6 separate regions of the Mus musculus genome follow, and all the other regions are linked to region 5. A link is a contact called in public ChIA-PET and HiChIP or PLAC-seq data. All regions are on one chromosome and are shown on one strand. Each heading gives the region's core, a stretch centred on a gene start, on an enhancer-like site or on the middle of the called end of the contact. The rest is flanking DNA. Distances are from core to core; before and after follow the strand shown.

Region 1 (3,439 bases), core at 818-3,317, 840 kb after region 5:
TACATATAATAAGTAAATAAATAAATCTTTAAGAAAAGAAAGAAGGTTTTGTGCTCTTCCCAGGGGCTCAGGTTTGGTTCTCAGTACTCACATGGTGGCTCATATGTAGCTCTAATTCTGGGATCCAAAGGCCTCTTCTGACCTCTGCGGGCACTGTATGCATATGGTACAGAGACATACATACCTGCAGCCAAACACCATATGCACCATAATAAAAATAAATCAGCTGGGCGGTGGTGGCACAGGAGGGTCTCTGAGTTTGAGGCTAGTCTGGTCTACAGAATGAGTCCCAGGACAGCCAAGGCTACACAGAGAAACCCTCTCAATAAATAAATAAGCAAGCAAACCAGCCTTTGAAGAAAAAAAAAAACAAAAAACCTAAATGAACAAAAATGAAAACCAGCCTGAGCCTGTCAGAAAGATGCAAGTTTGAGGCCGGCCTTAGCTGCACAAGCGAGACCTTGTCTCAAAAATCACCAACAGCTGCCAGTCACACTGTGTCCCCTGAGTTCTGGGGCTCAGAAGTCAGAGAGCCTGTGTCAGCAATCACAGGGCTGGCAGAAAAAGCAGGAAGCAAGCCACCCTGGTGTCTCCTGCCAGAGTTCTGGTCTCGTGAGGGAGCTGTCACATGATGTAGTCATCTGAAGGCAGCCCTGCAGAGCCTCTGTGTTGGGGAGTGGAAGTGTCTCTGAATTTTGTCAGTGTGTCCTCAGGTAGGGCAAGCTCAGCTGCTATTAGACACAAACCAAAAATAGGAAAAAGCCTGGATGGACAGTTAAACTAACCCTGGTTTTCCCCTCCTAAGGTCTGGAGCTGACCTTCTTCTCTGGGGTGTACGGTACCTGTATTGGGGCCGTAAACAAATTTGGGACAGAAGAGAAAAGCCTCATTGGACTTTCTGGAATTTTCATCGGCATTGGAGAGATTTTAGGTAGGTTGGGTTTTTTTAGTTTAAAAACCTTTCATTCAGAGTCAGGTTGGAAAGCTGGCTCTGTAGGAGTTCAAGGCTAGCCTGGGCAATAAAAGGAGACCCTGCTTCAATTTTAAAAAGGAAGAAGAGCCAGGCATGATGGCTCCTGACTACACTCCTGAGTCTTGAGAGATGGAAGCAGGGTGACTTGAGGAGTTCAAGGTCATCCTTGGCTGTATAATGACTTTGGGTCAGCCTGGGCTGCTTAAGACCTTATCTCAAAAGAAAAGAAAGGAAAACAAAAACATTTTGTTGGCATAAAGATAGAAATTTTAGGTCTCCTTCACCTCTGTCCTGTCCTTGAGTTTCTATCTCCCCTACTTATTTTTATCCAAATGGGTGTATTTTATTTTTCCATCATCACTATTTTTTTTAACTTTTGCTTATTTGTGTGTGTATGCAGGTGTGTGCACACAAGGCCAGTAGAGTGTGTGTGCACGAGTGTATACAGTGGAGGGCATCTAAAGTCCTCTATCACTTTCTGTCATTTCTTTGAGGCAGGGTCCCTCCCTAAACTTGGAGTTGAGATTTCTTGGGTAGGCTGGAAGTCTTTGTGCCCCTGCAGTCTTCTCTGCCCTCCTTGCAGCTGGGCTTGGGTGCTGGGATCAGAGCCCTGGCTAGGGCGATGGCACCCAGGTAGGAGGCGTGCGACTAGTCTGCTGCGGTTAAGCTGTTGTCAGCTGTCACAAATCTGGTTCTGCAAGGTGCTTCAAAGAGAGCCTTATTGCTTCAGGGAACAGCCTGGTTCTCCTGGAATGATTGTTCCCGCTTGGGGTGATGTCATCACAGGGTGAGCTGTCTGTGAGGCTCTGCTGCCTGTACATTTAAGTGGATGGTTAGAAACCCGCTGACACCTTTGTGGGGGTCTAGAAAAGGACGCTCATTGTAAAAGCTGATAGCAAGGCGCTCAGGACTCAAAGATTTGTGCTTGCTTTCAGCCTCAAAGCTGGTTAAGGCAGGTTGGATGCCATCAATTTCCACAGACTCTCATGGAGGCCAATGTGTGTGCAGAACTAAGAGTGTAACCCAGAGAGCAGGACAGCAGAGACTGATGGAAAGTGGGGGGTGGAGGGGTGGGGGGTGGGGTGTTCAGTACGGGGGCAGGCCTCATCCTGCCTTCAGTTTCCTCATGGGCACAAATGAGTCAGCAGGGTTAGATATAGCTCACAGAACTCAGGAAAATTCTAGATCTACCCTGTTGCTTATTAAGAAGAATGCAGGGCTGGTGAGAAGGTTCAGTGGGTAAGAGCACCCGACTGCTCTTCCAAAGGTCCAGAGTTCAAATCCCAGCAACCACATGATGGCTCACAACCATCCGTAACGAGATCTGACTCCCTCTTCTGGAGTGTCTGAAGACAACTACAGTGTACTTACATATAATAAATAAATAAATAAATAAATAAATCTAAAAAAAAAAGAAGAAGAAGAAGAATGCAGGCTAGCAGGATGCTAGGCGCTCCAAGATTGTTCTTCAGAGGGCCTGCACCAGCTGTGTGGGCACGGGGGAGCAGGGCACAGTGTGGCGTTGCATTGTGTGATGACCCGATCCCAGGTCAGGCACAGTGTGGCGTCGCATTGTGTGATGACCCGATCCCAGGTCAGCGTAATAGGCATATCAACCACCTCAGGGCTATAGCATTACTTTGTGTTATGGAACTTTTCAAATCCTTTCTACTAGCTATCTTGTAGCCCACAGATAATTGTCATTAGCCACAGTTACCACACTGTGCTATAGAATATTGTCTTTTTTTTTTTTTTTTTTTTTTTTGAGATGGCCTTGCTATGTAGCTCTTGGCTGACTTGGAACTCACAATATAGAATTAGGCTAGCTTCAAACTTGTTACAAGTTTGTGCCACAGCCCTATTCATGTTAGAAGTTTTTTAACTGCTAGCCTTGGGGAAGAGGGGATGCTAGGAATTACCTGGAGCCTTGTACATACTAGACCAGCCACCCTACCACTGAGCTAGCTGCTTACCACACTCCAGTTTTAAAACCATGAGACAGAATCTCACAAAGTTGCCCAGGCTGGCTTTGAACTCCTTCCCTCAGTCTCCTGGTCCCTAGATCCATAGGACAAGCCACTGGCCTTGGCACTAAGCTGTTATGATGGGTGAACCTTCCTAAAAGCCTTTGTTGCCACCCTACACTTTCAGGGTGATTCATCCAGTCATGAAGCGGACAGGCTGTGGGGTGGGTGACGGGTCTAATCCCACCCCCCACCCCCCACCCCACCCCCGGGAGGTGGAGGCAGGGTCAGCACAGGCCTGGGCTACCTGAGGCCCAGTCTCACTACAAGAGTGGTAGTTGATGAGTTATGCACGGCCTTTTGTTTCTCTAACTAGGCAGCAAGCATAGGAGGTGTATTGATGTATTAATTCACAGAAAGAATAGCAAGAGCATCGCTGGCTGGAAGTACAGCTAACGTCGATGCCGTGGCTATGAGTGCTGTGGTCATCCTGTGTTCCCAC
Region 2 (3,749 bases), core at 822-3,321, 640 kb after region 5:
CTAGGGTTAGTGAGAGACTTGGACTTCACACCTAAAGTGGAGAGTGACTGAGAAAGGCACCCAAAGTTGATGTCTGACCTCTACATGCACCCACCTACTCTCATACATGTGCACCTGCATACATGTTCATACCCACACGTCAATTTTTAAAGACACAAATCCTCCTCCGCCCTACTTGTCCCCCTGGAAGAAAAGCTCTTATGTAGTAGGTCAACTCGCTCAGCGCATTAGCAACCGAATGATAAAAGCATAAACTCTGCGGGCTGAGATCAAACCAAGTCAGGCACCACTGAGGCTTTAACCAGCCCCTCCCCTCCCCTCTTGACACGTGTCTTCTCATCTGCCAGATGGGATAGTCCCAGGGCTTCATAGATAGCGAGGGTTAAAGAACCTGAGACAGTGAGCAGCCACCTAGCGAATCCAATTCGTCATGTGCTAACTACCATTATTATCTTGTCTGCCGAAGGTCACGTGCCCACGAGTTTCACAAGCGGCTTTGGGCAAATTCTTGAGAATTCCCCCTGCAAGTCTCACATGAAAGAACTTAATGTGCCGAGAGAAAATGCATCCTTCCTGTCAGAACTCAACAAAATAGTCTGTCTTCAAGGGTAAGATAGAAAATTCAAGGGCCTGTGTTCTTGCTGAATACATTATTGATTATCTCCTTGGGACATTCTGTGAGAAAGACACAGCCCAACACTAAGCCCAGCACTATGAGGGAATAAAAAAAATATTAAGAGAGTTCCCTCCCCCCAAAAGGACTCACAATTAAATTAAAGGAGAGAAATATACACGGATATGGTCATTAAGAGTGAGTAACAGATTTCCACATTAAAAAGATGATACAGGCTAAATGCTACAGAGTTCCATTTGAGGAGGACTGGAGGACCGGGCGAGGGTTGTGAATAAAAGGCTCTAGATCTTGTAAATTTAAACTAGCTTGTAAATAGGTATAAGTTCTGGCCCTGCCTTGCCATTTTGTCCTATTTAAAAATGAAGTCAAGATGCCCCATGCAAAATGATACTCTAAACGAACGAGGCAGGATCGAAAGACATGGAAAACACGCCCACGATAGAGGAAGAGGGTCCCTCATTCAGGAATCCTGTCAAGTCTCTTGCCAACAGAGAAACAAGAATTCTGGCATAATTACCAACTGCTGAAGGCCCTTTTGCCCTTCCCAGATATTAAACTACAATTTTTCAGCGACCCTCACCAATTACACCACCCCCACCCCCATGCAACCCCTAGCGACTTGTGCCTACAGTTCCATCCAACGCTTCTCTGGGGCCAGCACACTTATTTCACTTACCAAGATAGCAAGAAAGTGGGGAGGGGGTGTCTCCTAGCAACCTTTTAAGATGTAACTCACGAGCTACTAGAATTATACATGGCTAACACAATCAATTGCAACTCTCCTTGAGCCAGTTCCCACCCTGGGTATGCATTCTTCTTGAGCGCTTCTCTTTCTCCTAATCCTCACACTAAACCCCTCTATTAAAATGGTTTTTATCTCCAACTTATACCGGCTAGTCCTCAGCGCCGATTTCATTGTATCTTCCCTGTGAGAACAGTGCCACAGGCAGGCGAATACCTGGGGCTGCTGCTGCTGCTACTGACGGTCGCCCCTGCAGCTCTCGAGTGCCCCCTGCCGCCGGAACCCGCTCTCGCCCCCATCTTAAAAGCTTCTGCCCATTCCCTGGGACTCTCCCTGGACTTCACTAAGGAACTAAGCCAAGTGACATTTCTCCACCCCAGATAAAAATCTGCAGCACAATTAACGAGCCTCAGTTTCCTCAACGGTCCCTGAACCCTCGAACATTCTCCACCTCCCCAGACTTAGCGGGGGACCGCCGAAGTTCACAGTCCAAGCTCCTTACCCCGAACCCTCTGCTGCCCCTGGTGGCTGCCACCATCTTACCCCTTTCTCTTCACTCAATGTGAGGTGAGACGACCCATTCTTGGCAACGGTAGATTTAGAACTACATTTCCCATCAAACCATTCTCGACATCGCGAGAGTTCCGGCGAGACTTGCGGAGGGGAGGGAAAACGGGAAGACTGCGCGCAAGCGCGATCTCGTCCTTTCCGAGGTCCTCTGCCGCGTGTTTGGAAGTTATGGCCGCGCGGGTCTGTGGTGTTCTCCCTGAAAGGCCTAAGCTTTGGGTGATGGTAAGTTGTGGAAAAGGGAAGATGAGGTTTTTCCTACACATACCGTCGACACGCTTGCTCTCTCCGGAGGTGACGTGTCGACGATCAGCCCTTTCCTTTGCTATTGTGGGCCTTAGGAGGTCTGAGATGCTGTCTAAGGAAATGCTCCCCAGACTGCGAGACGTTTGATGCGGACGGGATGAAGCCCTTTTTGGTCTTCGATCTCCCTTCTCTTGGGGCGGGGAGCGGTCTTCTCTCTGTGACCCAAAGCCAGCCATGTGCTCAGCTCTGTCTTCCCTGGGGTCTCCATTGAGGGTGGTGGCCTTAAGTGAACACGAGTGACTCCTGCTAACTACAGATTGTCATGAACGGGATTGAAAACTGAAAGCCGTTAGCTCTAACGCGGCATAACTTCTCCTTCCCCGAAGGCATTGCCTTTTGGCACTCGGGAGACAAGATGCAGGTTCCGTCTCAGAAGTAATGGCTGGATCCCTGAAAGCCAACGGGCTCGGTGTGGTCCACCCGTCAGAAGGCATAGGTAGATGGTGGGCATCTGCCTCAGACATAGTTCTCAAGTTCAGCCAGAAGAATGCGCGTTGAGCCCTCTGCAGCCCGTGTCGGTAAGGGTTCCAAACAAGTCCAGAAGAGGGTCTGTGCCGGTGTAATTTGGGGCTATAGAGTGTCGTTCTGCAACTCAACGTGGTTGCCAGAACCGGATTTCCAAAAATGAGTTGGGTTGGCACTGGGGGGTTTGGGGGGCCTCTTGCTGGTTGAGCTGAGGATGATTTAAGTTATCCCTGTCTGAAATGACACTTTTGTGAAGAGTCATGGTTTACTGAGGCTCGACGTTTTGAGGTCTGTTTTGAGAATGACCACAGTAAGGTTGCTTCTGTTAGAATGAAGTGGGATCTCTTTATTACTCCTTCAGACGGAGGTGTTGTCTCCAGGAAGCATCATGGAAAGGCGTGGTGGTGCACAAGGGCCTTCAGGATGCCTGCGCCTGGTAAGAGCTTCATAGAGTCGCAGGGGTTGTGGTAGCTGGGAAGGGTTGGTTGTTAGGTTTGGGGTGGGGGTGGGGTTAGAGGTTGTTGGGGATTGATTGTCCAGAGGAGGGCGTGGTCCTCCTTACTCAGCACTCTCACAAGCTGCATTTAACATTGGTGAATACAAAATTGTTCCTCACTCAACTGCTAAGTAAACTGACGTTCAGTGAGTGGGTTCTGTTTCTTTTGTATATGCGTGTGCCACTGCATCTATGTGTCTGGTTGACTTGAGTGAGTTTGGTTTCCCCTTTAGCCACCAAGCTGTTTTTTGGCCTAGAAATTGGGTTAAGTAAAGATTTGGGCCTGCTACCTGGGAGTAGCACAGAGCCTTGTCTTCTGTAACACAGAATCACTGGCTTCCAAACCTGGATATCTCTCAGAACACGTAAAAAGTGTTAAAATACACACATTTCCACCCAGGTCAGTGGATGAGACGGGTATGGAGTGGAATTAAGAGTCCTCGAGGTTTGAGCAGGCATGGAGAAACGGTTTGATGACCATTCTCACAGCAAGACCAGAGCACTGGCTATGTTTAAGCACCTCCTGAGATAGGTTTTTT
Region 3 (3,685 bases), core at 704-3,203, 800 kb after region 5:
GTTTTGTTCTTTGGGGATGGGGGGGGGGGCGTGTCTCATTATGTAGACCAAGCTGGACTGGAACTCACAGAGATCCGTTCCTCTCTGTCTCCCGAGTGCTTAGAATAAAGGCAGAATCTCCAGGCTCACTCAGCTTAAACCACAGGCTTTGGGAAGCTGAGGCAGGAGGATTCTGAGTTGGAGGTCAGCCTTGAATACATAGTGGGTTCCAGGTCAGCCTAAGCTACATGTCAAGAAGTCAAGAATCTGTCTCAGTCAAGCAACCAACCAAAACCAGAAAAGGACCCGTTGGAGGATGCGTGTGAAGAACACCTCGGAGAAAATCCAGTAGGAAACTGCTCTACTCCAGAGGATAAAGTCAGGACTGTGCCCTGCTTAAAGACACCTTGGACTTTGATCTTGAATCTGCTGCTGCGAAATAGGAAATAGGCGAACCATTTGAAACAGGGCTGATGGGGACAACCAGGGAGAGCCTGAGAGAAATCCCAAATCCACCTGGCCCTCACTCCAGGACTGTGAGCTCCCAGCAGCCTTCCATTCTCTCTGGGCTGAACACAATAGTTCTCCTATTCAGGGCTAGTTAGAAGCCACTCTAATGACACAATTAGTCACCCACTTGTCAAGCAAAGAGCCTGCTAGTAGGGAGTCTGGCAGACTCAGCAGAGAAAGGCCTGAGCCCAGTCTCATTGCCGCCTCTCCTGTCCCAAGAGCTTCACTCCAGGGTAAACCATTGTATCCAGCAAGGGAAGGAGGCGGCTGCAGAGAGCCAACAGCTTGCCCACGGCGGCTAGCCCACGGCTTGCCCACAGCTTCCACTATGCTAGCCCACGGCTTCCTAACCATCCTGCCACCCAAGAACAAAGTATTGAAATCTGACCAGAGACCAGAGCATGTGGCCTGGCCTGGCACTGTGACATCCCAGTATCCCGGGCAAGCACGGATCCAATCTGCAAAGATGCATCTCAGAGACTGAACGCGTGAGGGGTACCCTGAAGACTGGTCAGCTGATAGCTCCTAGGAGGTGGGCAAGGTAGTTTGGGGGTATCAACTGCGATGGTCAGGGCCTCCTCTTGCACCTTTTGTTTCATATAAGCTGGGCTCATCCCAACGCAGGGGGTGGGGGGGTGAGGAGGTGTCAACGCCTACAAGCAGTTTGAAAGCTACAATACCATGGTCCCAGTAAGTGCCTTCCTCAGTCCCGTCCTTCCAGCCTCACAAAACGCCCACACTGACTCTGGAATCTGGATTCGAGTTGACCTAAAAGACAGGCAACTTCTCTTCTTGCACATCCCACCCCAAAGTACTGTGTTGTCAAGAGAGAGCTCACTTTAATTCAGACCTTGAAGTAGGACACGTGTTTGTGGATTTAGGCAAGGGTGGGCAGAAGCCAGGCAAGAGGAGGGTGCTGCAGGGCAGAGTGTCAAGGGCCTTGAAAGGCCCGGGACGGCCAGGACGGGGAGGAAGGGAGGACAGCTCCAAAGCAAGGCACTTGGAGGCACTTTGGGGGAGGATGGAGCGTCCCAGCCCCAGGAACCCTCCTTTCCTGCCGGCCACTAGCTCGGCCCTTCCTGGGCAGGTCCAGCCAGCAGGCTCGTAGGCGCCCTCCCGGGGACCCCACGGCGATCTCGGAGCGTACCTGCCTCCCCTCGGCCGCTGGCTCCTCCGCCTCGGACTCCTCCGGCTCCGCCACGCGCTCGGACTGGCTCGGTCCCTCCGGTGCAGGCTCCGGGGCGCAAGACTCTGGAGGTTCAGGCGGCGCAGGAGCCCCGGGGGCCTCGTCCGAGGCGGTGCTCTCCGGGGCCGGGACCCGGGCCGCCCCACGCCGCAGCAGCAGCCAGGCGAGCAGCAGCGCCAGCGCCGTGACCAGCGCGGGTAGCGCGGCCAGCAGCTCGACCGGCGACTCCATCGCGCCGTGGCCGCCGAGTGGCCGCCAGCCCGGACCCCGAGGGAACCCGCCGCGCCCCGCCGCCAGGCCACGCCCAGGGGCGGAGTTTCGTCAAGCCCACGCCCCTCGCGCCCTGGAGTGATTCGGAGTTCGGACCTTGGGAGGCGCTGAAAAGCTCGCTCTGGGGCACCATCTCAGCTCAGGCTTCAGTGCATTTCTGCCCTACAGAAGTTCATTTAGAGATGGTAGTGCAAACAGAAGAGAGCATCAGATTTCGTTACGGATGGTTGTGAGCCACCATGTGGTTGCTGGGATTGGAACTCAGGACCTATGGAAGCGCTCTTAACCGCTGAGCCATCTCACCAGCCCTTCCAAAGAACTCTTAAGTTTCTACTAGGGACATGGTGGCTCTTGCCTTTGATAACAAATCCCAGAACTCCAGAGGCAGAGACGGATGGGTCTATGTGCGTTCAAATACAGCCTGCTTTACACAAGCAAGCCCCAGGCTGTCTAGACTGCCTATGAGACATGGCGGAAAGAGATGAGAGGTTGGCAGCATGGCCCGCAGTTGCAGCATTCACAAGTTTCCGTTAACCACCACTGAGAAGAGACACATCCCCTCCAGCCCAGAGGCTGTGGGGATAGGATTGGGCTCTTCCTGCTGCTGGCTGGAGCTCACAGCTGTGAAGATGGTGTTAAGAAGGCTGGTTTTGTTTTTCTGTATCTTTCCCACTGCTCTCTCTATTGGTTAAAGTGTAAAACACACTGTAGCAACTGTCTACCTCCCTAGCACACCCCATCCGCCTTTTAGTTACTTTGAATAAATACAGGGCAAAGTTTGTCAGAAACAAAGAACAACAGAAAGCAACTGGGCTTAACAGGTGCCTGTAACCCCAGCATTCAGGAGGTGGAGGTAGAATTCATTCAAAGCCTGTCAGGGTTACATAGTGAGTCCCGTTTCAGCCTGAGCTACATGAGACCCTGTCTCAAAAGAACAGAAAGGGGTTGGGCTTCCCAGCTATTTAGAAAGCCCAGTAGACCAACCTGAGCAGTCTCAGCTCACACAACAAAACGGGGCTCCAGCTTTGGCTAGATGCTAGACCAGAGTTGTTTTGTTCTTGACATGTGGCAGAGGGGAAGGAATCCTAAGCCTACCAACATACTTACACATACAATGGTAAGTGCTCTACCACGGTAGGAGCCACATCCTACCAGGGAGAGTGACTATCTTACTGGGAAGAAACAGCACCATCTCACTTGTGAGCTCCAGCCATGACAGGAGGATCCCCTGTCAGCAGCGGGAAGGGCCCAATCCTATAACCACAGCCTCTGGGCTTAAGGGGGGATGTGTCTCCTCTTAGTGGTAGTTGATGAGAAAAACTCAACTATACAAAAAAGGCTTTGTCTCTAGGCTCCTGGCTTCTGACCCCTACAGGCCATGCAACGTATATGAGCCTTATTTTAGTCTAAGACCCTGAGCCCTTCCAGTGCTGGGATTACAGATGTGAGCTACCACACTCTCCTGCTCCCAGGTTCTGTTTCTTAGTTTTATTTACTTTTGAGTGTTTTGCTTTCATTTATGTCTGTGCAACACATGCAATCCTGGTGCCTAAAGAGAACACTGCATTCCCTAGAACTGGAGTTGAGGTACGTACGGTTCTGTGTTCTGTTCCATCTTGCGGCTGGAGTGTGTGAACTCCGCTCGAGCACTAGTCTACATTTCATCCATCCTTACTGACATCAGAGTGCAGGGCTGGTGGGACACAGTCCAAGATGGGGGCCCCAGCCGGGTGAGTAGTG
Region 4 (3,550 bases), core at 866-3,365, 550 kb after region 5:
GAGGAAAAGCTGAGACCGTGTGTCTGCGTGTGTGCTTCATGTGGATGTGGGTACACACTGGTTACTGAAAGACAGATCACCCCTGCACAAGAACTAGATCACAGCCTCTCCTCAGAGTCAGGCTTTTTCCCAGCTGGTCTCCTGCCATCCTCTGGCTGCAGTGTCTCCCTTCTTAGTATGGCATGAAGCCATGTGCCTCTGCTGTCTTTTTTACCCAGTGTGAGAAACCTTTTTTGTTTGTTTGTTTGTTTGCTTTGAGACAAGGTCTTATTATGTAACTCTGGCTGTCCACTCTGTAGACCAGGATGGCCTTAAACCCAAGAGATCCTCCTGCCTCATCAGCCTCCCTAGTGCTGGGATTAAAGGCATGAGTCGCCAGGCAGTGGTGCTGCATGCCTTTAATCCCAGCACTTGGGAGGCAGAGGCAGGCGGATTTCTGAGTTCAAGGCCAGCCTGGTCTACAGAGTGAGTTCCAGGACAGCCAGGGCTACGCAGAGAAACCCTGTCTGGAAAAAACAAAGACATGAGTCACCATACAGCCTTATATTAATTTCTGAAGAGCCCCCTGCGATTGTTTTGGTGGCTTGGCTCCTCTATACTGTCTAGGCTTGAGGTGAGAATATCTTAATTTCCAAACCAATCTGAACAAGTTGGCAAGGTTTACTCTCAAAATAAAGTAGAATGGTTTAGGACGTAGCTCTACGTCAAAGTGCTGGAGGTTTAGCATCAAGTTCCTGGGTTCAACCCTCAGCACTGCAAAAAACAGTGACTTAACAGCCTTCCCCCAAAGCAGATCTCTCACTTCCAGGGACCTGATTCATGCTTAGAAATGTTTCCTGATGGGGAGGGGCAGGACAGGAGGAGCTGTGAGGTAAAGATATGTGAGAGACAGATACAAAACCACACACTCAGGAAAACAAGCCTGCAAACCAATCTTGGCTTAGGTTTATGATGTCAGTCCGCTCTTGTAGAACTGCTCCATTCACAAGCCTCTTTCCCGAACAGTGGGAGAATGTGGTATTTGCTTAAGAGCCCCAGGTTAAAACCAAAAGAACGAAAAAACAAGATGCAGCTTTTCCCATTGGTCCCTCTCTCTTCTGTCCACGATTTCATAGGCCACCCCACCCCAAGAAGTCCTAGACACCCAGTCGCAGCTGCCACCATCTCCCTCAGTACTATTAATATCATGGCCCTGGACTGGTTCATCATTTCCCTCATAAAGTTCTCCGAGGCAATTCAAAGGATGCAGAGGGGTTACAACAAAAAAGACGTGGGGCCGCTGCCCCACCATGCATTCCGTCAGCATCTGCTCAACTTCTTGGGTTTTCACCTCTATCTTTGTTTTGGAATACCCACAGCCAAGCCCTCCCCGGCACGGCCTTCCCTTCGGAAAGCACAATGCAGCACGGACCTCCTTTAGCGGTGGGGGTTGTAAGCAAAAAACGCCGCACTAGTGTAACGCCGAACGCGCCTCAGCGCCCGAGGAGGTCCCCACGGGCATCCGTGCGCGTCCATCACCCCGAGGCCAACACCACAGCCGAGCATCGCTCGCAAGGCCCCTCCCCTCGCCCGGAGCAGCCCTGCCGGCGTGCGCGCCCAGGCCGGTGTGATGACGGTGCACCGGGCGACGAGGCGGCGTTCCCCTCCCCGAGCCCTGCCGACCGCCCCGGCCCGCCTCACCTTGGTCTCCTTCACATGCTGCTTGACGCCCTCCGGGTACCACTGGACGCGCACGTAGCCGCGCCGCAGAGGGCTGGCCCGGCCCTCCTCGTGGCCCGCGCCCCCGGCCTCGGAGCAGCCCGAGCTGCCGCGGCCGTCATCGTCGCCCTCCGAGTCCGAGTCCTCGCCGTGGATGAGGCGTACCAGCCCGAAGTGCACCGAGCCGCGGTAACGGCCGGACACCAGGTCGTGGGAGAACAGCAGGCGCTGTGAGCCTGCTTCGGGGCCGGAGTCGGAGGACGGCCCTGAGGCCGAGTCCGTAGCGGGCGCGGGCGGCGGGGCGGCGGCGGCGGGGGCTGCGGCCGGGGTCGGGGCGGCGGCGGCCTGGGCCTGGGCGGGTGCGGGCGCTGCGGGATCCGCCATAACTGCTCTGCGCGAGTCTCGGGCGGCGGCAGCAGCGACAGCGGCGGCGGTAGCGGCGGCGGCAGCCTAAGGCGCGGGGAGGCGGGGCCGGCGGCGCGGGGGCGGGGCCGAGCGCGCTGACGTAGGCCTGCGTGCCGCCGTCGTTAGGGCGCCGGGATGCTGTTGCTAGGAGCCGCCGCCCGGTCGCTAGGGGACGCTGAAGATGCTTGGGGCGGGGGTGGAAGGACTGCCGCGGGGCGTGGCAGGGCTGCAGGAACGAAGATGGATTAGGGGCCTGAGGAAGGGTACTGGTCTACCGGAGTTGAGGGGCGGGGACTGCACGCAAAACTGACTGTAATTTCTTAAAAAAAAATTATGCCCGGGTCTGACGTGGTGGCCACGCCTTTAACCCCCAGCTCTCAGGAGGCAGAGGCAAGCCCATCTCTGTTTTAGGCCAGCCTGGTCTCAAAGCAAGTCCAGGTTACACAGAGAAACCCTGCCTCGAAAAAGCCAAACAAGCCAAGCAGTGGTGGCGCACGCCTTTAATCCCAGCACTGGGGAAGCAGAGGCAGATGGACTTCTGAGTTCTAGGCCAGCCTGGTCTACAGAGTGAGTCCAGGACAGCCAGGGCTACACAGAGAAACCCTGTCTCGAAAAGTAAAAACAAACAAAAGAATAAAAAAGCCAAACAAAAATTTTTTAAATGCGGTTTAGTTATGACACATGCTTTTAATCCCAGCACTTGGAAGGCAGAGGCAGGAGGATATCTGTGAATTCGAGGCCAGCCATGACTTACAAAGTGAGTCTTGCAAGGCAGTGGCACACACCTTTAATCTCAGCACTTGGGAGGCAGGCGGGTTTCTGAGTTCGAGGCCAGCCTGGTCTACAGAGTGAGTTCCAGGACAGCCAGGACTAAACAGAAAAACCCTGTCTCAAAAACAAAAACAAAAAACAAAAACAAAAACAAAACCCAAAGTGACAGGGGAGGGTATAGGGGGCTTTGGGGATAGCATTTGAAATGTAAATGAAGAAAATATCTAATAAAAAATGCCTTTAAAAAAACCAAACAAAGTGAGTTTCAGGACAGCCAGGGCTACAAAATAAAACCAAAATAAATAAATAAAATTAATTGAAATTTAAAATTTTATATATATATATATATATATATATTAGAAAACCCCTGTCTTGAAAAATCAAAAAAAGGTGGGGGGGGGAGAAAGAGAGAAAGAAAGAAAGAAAGAAAGAAAGAAAGAAAGAAAGAAAGAAAGAAAGAAAGAAAAGAAAAGAAGAAAAGAAAAGAAAAGAAAAGAAAAGAAAAGAAAAGAAAAGAAAAGAAAAGAAAAGAAAAAAGAGGCAGAGTCTTACTATGCAGCCCTGACTGGCCTGGACTCTCAGAAATCCACCTATCTATGTAAACTCACACTGTAAACCAGGCTGGTTTCAAACACAGAGATCTGCCAGTGTCTGCCTCCCTAGTGAGTACTACAGG
Region 5 (3,576 bases), core at 155-2,654:
GTTTCAAGCCTGCTGGGGCTACATAAGTAAGATCCTGCCTCAAAACCACAAACATGTACTCACAAACCAAAAATAAAAAAGAATTTGATATAGATTGAACATAGAAAACAAGGTCAAATGGGAAGTATTACATATCTATGATGGACATTTTTATTATTTTATTATTATTCGTGGAGTGGGTTCTCTCCTACCACCTGTACATCAGTCCCAGAGATCCCACTTGGGTTTGCAGCCTAGGGAAGCAAGCACCTTTACCCCTACTCATCTCCAACCTGTTGTTGTTTGGTTGTTCTTGTTCGGGTTTTTAGACAGACTGACAGCTCTGGCTGACCTAGAACTACCAACGGATGCCACCAGGCTTTGAATTCAGAGATCCACCTTCCGTTGCTTCCTGAGTGCTGGGACCGAGATACATGCCACCGTGTTGGTTTTTGAGATAGGGTTTTAGTACATAGCCTAGCTTGGCCTGGAACTTGTGACTTTCCTCCCTCAGGATGTACCCCTATATCCAGCCTGTAGAAAGTCATTTCATAAAACCATATTCCTAAATGTGAGGCAATTGCCTTGCATTTCCCCGGAACAGAAAGGTTTTTTTCCAGAAAAGGGAACTAGAATGGACTAGAACATTTTTTTTTCCTCAGCCCCTGGCCCTTCTCATGTAGTCTATCACTATACTTCTCAACAATTTACCAAAGTGCCTAAGAGACTACTCTAGATAGAGATTAGGTTCTCCCTTGGACCTTAACCTACTGGAAACAAGGTATTTGGGCCAACCACTGAGTTCAGAAGGAGCCCAAGTGGAGGGGTTCCAGGTTTCAGGGTTGATAAATGTTAATGATGCCCAGGAACAATATGGTGTATTGTAATTTTTAAAAACAAAACAAAGCAACAACAATAAAAAGCTTCTTCAAACTGTCTGCTAGCCTGCATACTTTCTCTGGTGATTTACAGGTTACTATATTATGAAAATATTGGCTGACTAGCTTGCTGGCTCCGAGGCAATGCTCTAGACTGACTTTAGAAACGGTGCGCCAACTGTACTGGTAGGGAGGCAAGGCAATTACTGCACTGCATTTGGAACATTCTCCGTGGAGTTGTTTCAGGCCTCCCTAACTGGTTCCTTGCTCTCCGGAGGATCCAGTTTAAAGGTAGAGTTCACCTCCGACCACACTGACAATGCTCAGGTAATAGTTAAGAGTGACTAGACTACAATTACCACAAGGCATTGCGGATCCTCAGCATCCGGGACACCGTCCGCAAAGATCTCTGGGTATTGTGGTCTTGCACTTTAGCAGCGACACTGTGCCAACGGTAAAATTTCACCGGAAAGGAGGACCACAACTCCCAGCAACCTTTGCTGCTGTGCGGGGGGTCTTCACGTTCTCGTGGCGCGGCGCAGGCGCTGTGGGTCTTCGGCGCGGACCGCGCAGACTGAATAATAAAAGGGGAGCGGCGAAGAGGCAGGAAGACAGGACCATGTCGAAGGGCCCCGGGCCCGGCGGCTCGGCAGCTTCCTCGGCGCCCCCGGCCGCTACCGCTCAGGTGCTGCAGGCACAGCCCGAGAAACCGCAGCACTACACGTACGTAGAGCCCCCCCCGCCGCGCGCGCACGCCTGACGTCAGCGGCCAGCGTGAGTCACGCGCGCAGGGAGAGCGCGAGGCTGTCCCCCCCCCCCTTCCTCCGGCTCGGCCCAGACCGGTTCCAACCTGCTGGGACCGGTCCCAGCTTACTTCAACTGTCACCAACCTCTGGTCGGGCAGTGGGGCGGGAAACTCGGTCCCAGCCTCCGAGTCGGAAAGGCAGGAGCGCGGGTCCCGAATCCACACTTCTCAGGCCAGGCCTCAGAGGCCTGACGGTCTCAGACATAAAACCCGACAAGTCCACGACATGACAAGTGGAAGTCTGTACCAACCAGCACGAGACCTGTCTAGAAATGACTGTTTGCTTGAAGTCTCGGGAGGAGACTCTGTGCACCGGAGGCCTTTTGTATCTTTAAGGCCTGTTAGATTGTCCACGAGGATCACCCATGCTTGAATTCCCTTAAACAGTCAAACGTGCAGAAATGGGCTCACTCCGTGCAGGCTGTACTGTCTAGCTTGAGTCAGCGACATCCGGGGTGTTAATGGTTGCAGACCCCTTCAGCATCGGGCAGGCAAGGGAGCCTCATCGTAACTGGCCTAAATGAGATTGCCACAATGTAAAAACTGCATGTGTACAAGCTTAGGTCCCTGCCTTCCTTGCTGTCATGTCACAGTAGGCCTAGGTTCTGTGAGACAAAGGCCAATGCTGTAGTTCCTCTTGTAAAGCCCTGTTGGTTTCCGTTCCCTGCTGTGTGCCAGGAGTGTCCCTACTGGGTGCCTGAGTGATGGGCCAGTTTAGGAGATCCCAACCTGTGGAAATGTCAGAACCCGAGAGATTGAACAACACTCCAGCGTCCAGCCAGGAGCTGGCAGCATCCGAACTAAAGTCAGGCAGAAGCAGCTCTGGTTCAACACTTTTGGGAGTTGGGACAGGGGAACATTGGTTATAGAAAATGTATTGGTTTCTTCAAATGACTAGTGTTGGCTGACGTCATCCAAACTTGACTGTAACTCAGGTTAGCCTTTCAAGTATGGTGGTCATCAGTTGGTCCTTTCTTACTGGAGTTCTCTCTCACTCTGCAACCTTGCCATTGCTTTTGATAAGAAGGTCTAACATCAGAATAACATCACTTATCTGGTCACACACAAAAATTTGTAAACTTAGTGGAACTGTGAAAAACATCTACATTTGTTTATTTGTATGTGAGTCTGTGGGAACACTCACGCAGCGCCACATGCAGGTGTGGAGGTCAAAACAGTCTGAAGGAATTGGTTCTCTCCTTTTACCTGGAGGGTTCCAGGCATTGAATTCAGTTGGCTAAGCCTGGCCACTGCTCTGTGCTCTCACAGTCAGGACCTTGTGTTGTAGGGTTAAACTGAACCCAGGCCTCTTACATGTTGGGATCACATCTGTCATTGGGTTGCGTCTTCGCCACGCACCCCCAGTTGTTTATTTACTCTTTACTTTTTAAGCTAGGATTTCACCAAGTTGTTTGTGCTGGCCTTGACTTGCTTTAATCCAGACAGAACTTGAACTCTGCATCCTCCTGCCTCAGATTTCTTTTCTTTTCTTTCCTTTCCTTTCCTTTTCTTTTTTTGGTTTTTCGAGACAGGGTTTCTCTTTATAGTCCTGGCTGTCCTGGAACTCACTTTGTAGATAAGGCTGGCTTCGAACTCAGCGTTCCTCCTGCCTCTGCCTCCCAAGTGCTAGGATTAAAAGCATGTGCCACCACGCCAGGGTTTTTTTTTTTAAAGATTTATTTATTATGTATACAGCGTTCTGCCTGCATGTATCCTGCAGGGCAGAAGAGGGCACCAGATCTCATTATAGATGGTTGTGAGCCACCATGTGGTTGCTGGGAATTGAACTCAGGACAGTTCTTTTAACCTCTGAGCCACCTCTCCAGCCCCTTCCTCAGATTTCTGAGTAGCTGGGATTACAAATCTGTACCACTGGGCCTCATTTTGGAACTTTTTAATGATCTCTGGCTACTT
Region 6 (3,740 bases), core at 330-2,829, 520 kb before region 5:
CCCCAGCCCCCAGCAAGAGCCGCCCTGTCCAGTTTGGTACAAACTTTCCAAGGGACACAGTGGGACTTGCCTAACCTCTCTATGCTTCAAGTTTCTCCTCTATAAAATGAGGGCCCGCAGTAGTTTCTGTCCCATCAGACTGTTATTAACAGGAACATCATACACATGTACCATCTGGAACATGGCAATCATGCACACAGACTAGTATTAAAGCCATCTACATGTCACCACGATGCTACCGGGTGTTCCCTCTCACTAATGGCTTTCAGATGAATGACATCCTATTTTTCTGCATTGCTATTAACCAAAAATTTTAAAGACTGCTTCTGGTCTGGTTAGATGGGTAAAGATGCTTGCTACCAAACCTGACAATTTGAGTTAGATCCCAGCAGCCTACAGTGAATGAAAAGAACAGACTCCTGAAAGTTATCCTCTGACCTCCATACACATGCCAGAGAAACTGCACATGTGTGCGTGCACACACTGAAGGTGAAGGGAGCAGAGAGATGGCTCAGTGAGGGGCAGAGGACCTGAGTGTAGTTCCCAACCCCCATGTCAGGCAGCTCACAGATGCCGGCTTCTGGCCTCCAAGGGCATCTGCAAACATGTACACATTTAAGAGTAAACCCTAAAAAAAAGGGGGGGCTGCTTCTGAGGGAGACAAGGTAACAGAGACAGGTCACCCAGTTGGAGGCAGGGCTGGGCTCTGCAGTAAAGGCTGGACTTACAGAGGAGCTCACCATACAGCCTCAGCCAGCCTGAGACTGCCTTTCTACTTTCTCAGACTGGGACTGCAGGTGTGTGCTGTCAAGCTGGGAGACCAGAGTTACTTTTCTTTTTTTTTTTTTTTTTTTTTTTTTAAAGATTTTTTTTTTTTAAAGATTTATTTATTTTTATTGTATATATAAGTACACTGAGCTGTCTTCAGACACTCCAGAAGAGGGAGTCAGATCTCGTTACGGATGGTTGTGAGCCACCATGTGGTTGCTGGGATTTGAACTTCGGACCTTCGGAAGAGCAATCGGGTGCTCTTACCCACTGAGCCATCTCACCAGCCCCCAGAGTTACTTTTCACAGCACCACTTTCTCTCTGGTCTGCACTGGATCCTTTGATAGAAATCCCAGCTCCGGGCTGGTGAGATGGCTCAATGGGTAAGAGCACCCGACTGCTCTTCCAAAGGTCCAAAGTTCAAATCCCAGCAACCACATGGTGGCTCACAACCATCTGTAATGAGATCTGACTCCCTCTTCTGGAGGGTCTGAAGACAGCTACAGTGTACTTACATGTAATAAATAAATAAATCTTTAAAAAAAAAAAAAAAAGAAATCCCAGCTCCCTCAGGTTGGTTCCTGGTCTCAGTCCTCCGAAACTGCCCCTCCTCACTGGACTCAGGCACTGCCATTTCTGCAGTAAGCTGTGACCTTTCCTCTGCCTCTTCTCAAACAAACCAGGATCCTTCCAGCCACCCTCCTCTCCACTTCCTCCACTGTTGCAAGTTATCTCCCTTGGAGCCCTTCCTGGACTAACTATCTCCTCTGGCTCCAGCATGCTCCACCCTTCCCTCAGTGCCCTTTAGTCTTCAGCTGATCTGAAAACCCCACTTCCACACCCTACCCCTGCTTCCTGCATGAGCCCAGGACACAGCCAGACCACAGGGAGCACAGACAGGTTAGTTAGTGCTCCTGCTCCTGTGAGTAAAGCCACAAGTATTCCTGGATGTCTTCCTTAGCTTCACTGCCCTGCAGAAGACACAGGCAGCAAACCTGACTTAGGGACCGGCAGGCTTACTGTCAGGATTCTCCCAGTCACGTAATCCGGCTTTCCACAACCACCTCCCAACTCCACACTACCCACCCTTTACTGTCTAGGAAGGCGGGGGAGGCTGGGCTTGGGCTGGCTCTGTAGTTTACTACTTGTCAGGAGAGCAGAGCCTGAGAATGGAGACTCCAAGCAGCTGCCCACTGACTGACAGCAGCCTAAAGTCCTCAGCCTGGCAGACTTGTAGCAAGTGCTTCAAATCCATCAACGGGCAATCAAACAATGGCTTATTTGTCTTCAGGACCAAACACATGGAATTCCTTTTAGGTTTTCTTGTTTTCTAGTCCTGGTCTGCCCTCTCCCTGAACTGTGAAATTAGGGTCTCACTAAGATGCAATGTTCAGGCCTGGAGAGACCATGCTGCTCCTGTAGTTGGGCCTTGTTCAGTTCCCTGCACCTGTGCCAGGCAGCTCACAGCCACCTGTAACTCTCTAGGGGATCAACACCTTCTGGACTCCGCTGCACCCCTCCAGCAAACAGATAACACAACGAACCACTCTTTTGCAGGAGGGAGAAGGGCAGAAGAGATGGCGTGGAGGTTAAGAAAGCTGCCTGGCTGCTCTTGCAGGACTCAGATCCGAGTCCCAGCACTGACATGTGGCTCACGAGCATCTACAACTTCAGGTCCAAAGTATTTGACACCCTTTTCTGGCCTGAGGACCAGGCAGGCATGTGGTTTCAGGCAAAACACTCATATACATAAAATAAAAATGAATTTAGAAAGATTTTTTTTTTAAAGAAATGGGGGCACACAATGACATCAACTAGAAAAACGGAGTTCTCAGCAGTAAGAGGACCAGAGTTCTTGAAGGGACCAGAGTTCAGATCCTAGGACCCACATCAAGTGGCTCCTAACTCCCTGTAACTCCAGAGGATTGGATGCCTCTGCCCTCTCAGGTATCTGCAACTCACATCCACACACAGACATGCATACCCATAATACTCTCCAGGCCTGAGCATCGCATCTTACTGAGACACTAATGTCACAGCCTAGGAGGAAGGCAGAGGCCTACAGAAGAAAGACAGTCCAGGGCTAGAAAACAAGAAAACCTTAAAGTAACTCCATGTGTCTGTCCCTGAAGATAAACACATGTGCTTGTCTGCTGGCTATGAGGACCACGCCTTAAATCCCACTACACCAGAGGCAGAGGCAAGTAGATCTCAGTGAGACTGAGGCCAGCCTGTTCTACACACTAGGCCAGCAGCTGAGGCCACACAGTGAGATGCTGTCTCCAAACAAACAAACAAACAACCATTAAACATCTAAAACTATGTCCATGGGTGCCTTTTAATCTCGGCACTCAGGAGACTCAAGAAGGGCACAAGTTGGAGGCTAACCTAGGCTGGCTAATCCAGGCCAGTGAAAAGCCACATGGCTGAGATCCCATACACACACACAGACAAAACCAGCTCTATTCATTATATAAATCAAGATAAATGTGTTATGGTATATACTTGCCACCCTCCCACTCCTGCCTCCCTAGTGCCGGTATAACAGGCTCACACCCCCCAACCAGGTTCCCAGGTAATTAAGTTGTTTAAATTACTACTAAAGGTATAGATAAATTCTGGGGTGATTTTTTAGGGGGGAAGGGAAGTGGGGAGCTGCTGGGGGCAGAACCCAGCGTCTTGCCCAGGCTACGGACAAACCACCACATCTCCAGCTCTACAGGTTCTTTCTTACTGGGTAGAACTGTTTTGAATTTTTACCTTAAATGACTGAAAACACTTGAAATATTAGAATCAACTCCAACGTGCCTCTTTGTCCTCCCTCAATCCCCAGAGAGGGAGGCTTTCATGGCTAAGTGGAATTAAAAGCCCATGGAATTCTTCAGAACCCTAGTGGACTTGGCCAAGAAAAAACAAGGGTGGGGAGCACTAGCACCCAGCTAGCTTACAAATCTGCCAAACCTGCCTAGTC

What was found. ChIA-PET counts read pairs in DNA pulled down with a chosen protein or histone mark. HiChIP or PLAC-seq counts read pairs in DNA pulled down with a chosen protein or histone mark.
Region 1: a contact with region 5 is called in an H3K4me3 HiChIP or PLAC-seq map of bone marrow-derived macrophages, with 6 times the contacts expected there. The contact joins the enhancer-like site here to the promoter of Unk in region 5. A contact is called at or near these places in 3 of 39 promoter capture datasets (the C10 cell line, cranial neural crest and pre-B cells), 2 of 484 Hi-C or Micro-C datasets (CD4 T cells and muscle stem cells), 2 of 115 datasets of contacts at active chromatin or transcription factors (bone marrow-derived macrophages and memory CD8 T cells) and 1 of 9 other capture datasets (adipose tissue).
Region 2: a contact with region 5 is called in a Ronin ChIA-PET map of embryonic stem cells, with 12 read pairs. The contact joins the promoter of Snhg16 here to the promoter of Unk in region 5. A contact is called at or near these places in 1 of 39 promoter capture datasets (hippocampal neurons), 1 of 484 Hi-C or Micro-C datasets (pre-B cells), 2 of 115 datasets of contacts at active chromatin or transcription factors (embryonic stem cells and memory CD8 T cells) and 1 of 9 other capture datasets (embryonic stem cells).
Region 3: an H3K4me3 HiChIP or PLAC-seq map of bone marrow-derived macrophages shows a contact between it and region 5, with 4 times the contacts expected there. The contact joins the promoter of Mxra7 here to the promoter of Unk in region 5. A contact is called at or near these places in 1 of 39 promoter capture datasets (liver) and 2 of 115 datasets of contacts at active chromatin or transcription factors (bone marrow-derived macrophages and large pre-B cells).
Region 4: a contact with region 5 is called in an H3K27ac HiChIP or PLAC-seq map of extraembryonic endoderm stem cells, with 3 times the contacts expected there. The contact joins the promoter of Ube2o here to the promoter of Unk in region 5. A contact is called at or near these places in 3 of 115 datasets of contacts at active chromatin or transcription factors (T-cell acute lymphoblastic leukemia, extraembryonic endoderm stem cells and large pre-B cells) and 1 of 9 other capture datasets (embryonic stem cells).
Region 6: a FOXA1 HiChIP or PLAC-seq map of pancreatic cancer cells shows a contact between it and region 5. The contact joins the enhancer-like site here to the promoter of Unk in region 5. A contact is called at or near these places in 3 of 39 promoter capture datasets (liver, pre-B cells and second pharyngeal arch cranial neural crest), 4 of 115 datasets of contacts at active chromatin or transcription factors (T-cell acute lymphoblastic leukemia, bone marrow-derived macrophages, memory CD8 T cells and 1 more) and 3 of 9 other capture datasets (adipose tissue, liver and pancreatic islet).

Annotation. Positions count from the first base shown.
Region 1 is chr11:116,867,729-116,871,167 of GRCm38.p6, forward strand. It overlaps Mfsd11 (major facilitator superfamily domain containing 11), which reads left to right. Exons shown (of 13, transcript NM_178620.4): 10 at 806-931. Among named protein-coding and RNA genes, the nearest start is that of Mfsd11, 15 kb to the left of the region's middle. Within about 2 kb of position 2,068, at least 55 of the 459 cell types and tissues checked have an H3K27ac peak or open chromatin away from gene starts, as enhancers often do. A contact at or near this core is called in adipose tissue and bone marrow-derived macrophages, where this site is marked.
Region 2 is chr11:116,669,589-116,673,337 of GRCm38.p6, forward strand. Snhg16 (small nucleolar RNA host gene 16) reads left to right here and starts at 2,072. Exons shown (of 5, transcript NR_027821.1): 1 at 2,072-2,168; 2 at 2,576-2,767; 3 at 3,076-3,150. It overlaps Snord1c (small nucleolar RNA, C/D box 1C), which reads left to right and starts at 2,917; the gene lies at 2,917-2,994.
Region 3 is chr11:116,826,093-116,829,777 of GRCm38.p6, forward strand. Mxra7 (matrix-remodelling associated 7) reads right to left here and starts at 1,954. Exons shown (of 4, transcript NM_026280.3): 1 at 1,637-1,954. The coding sequence starts at 1,906.
Region 4 is chr11:116,579,332-116,582,881 of GRCm38.p6, forward strand. It overlaps Ube2o (ubiquitin-conjugating enzyme E2O), which reads right to left and starts at 2,116. Exons shown (of 18, transcript NM_173755.3): 1 at 1,681-2,116. The coding sequence starts at 2,082.
Region 5 is chr11:116,028,912-116,032,487 of GRCm38.p6, forward strand. Unk (unkempt family zinc finger) reads left to right here and starts at 1,405. Exons shown (of 16, transcript NM_172569.4): 1 at 1,405-1,580. The coding sequence starts at 1,477.
Region 6 is chr11:115,508,427-115,512,166 of GRCm38.p6, forward strand. The region is part of intron 1 of Jpt1 (Jupiter microtubule associated homolog 1); the gene reads right to left. Among named protein-coding and RNA genes, the nearest start is that of Jpt1, 4.1 kb to the right of the region's middle. Within about 2 kb of position 1,580, at least 48 of the 459 cell types and tissues checked have an H3K27ac peak or open chromatin away from gene starts, as enhancers often do. A contact at or near this core is called in pancreatic cancer cells, where this site is marked.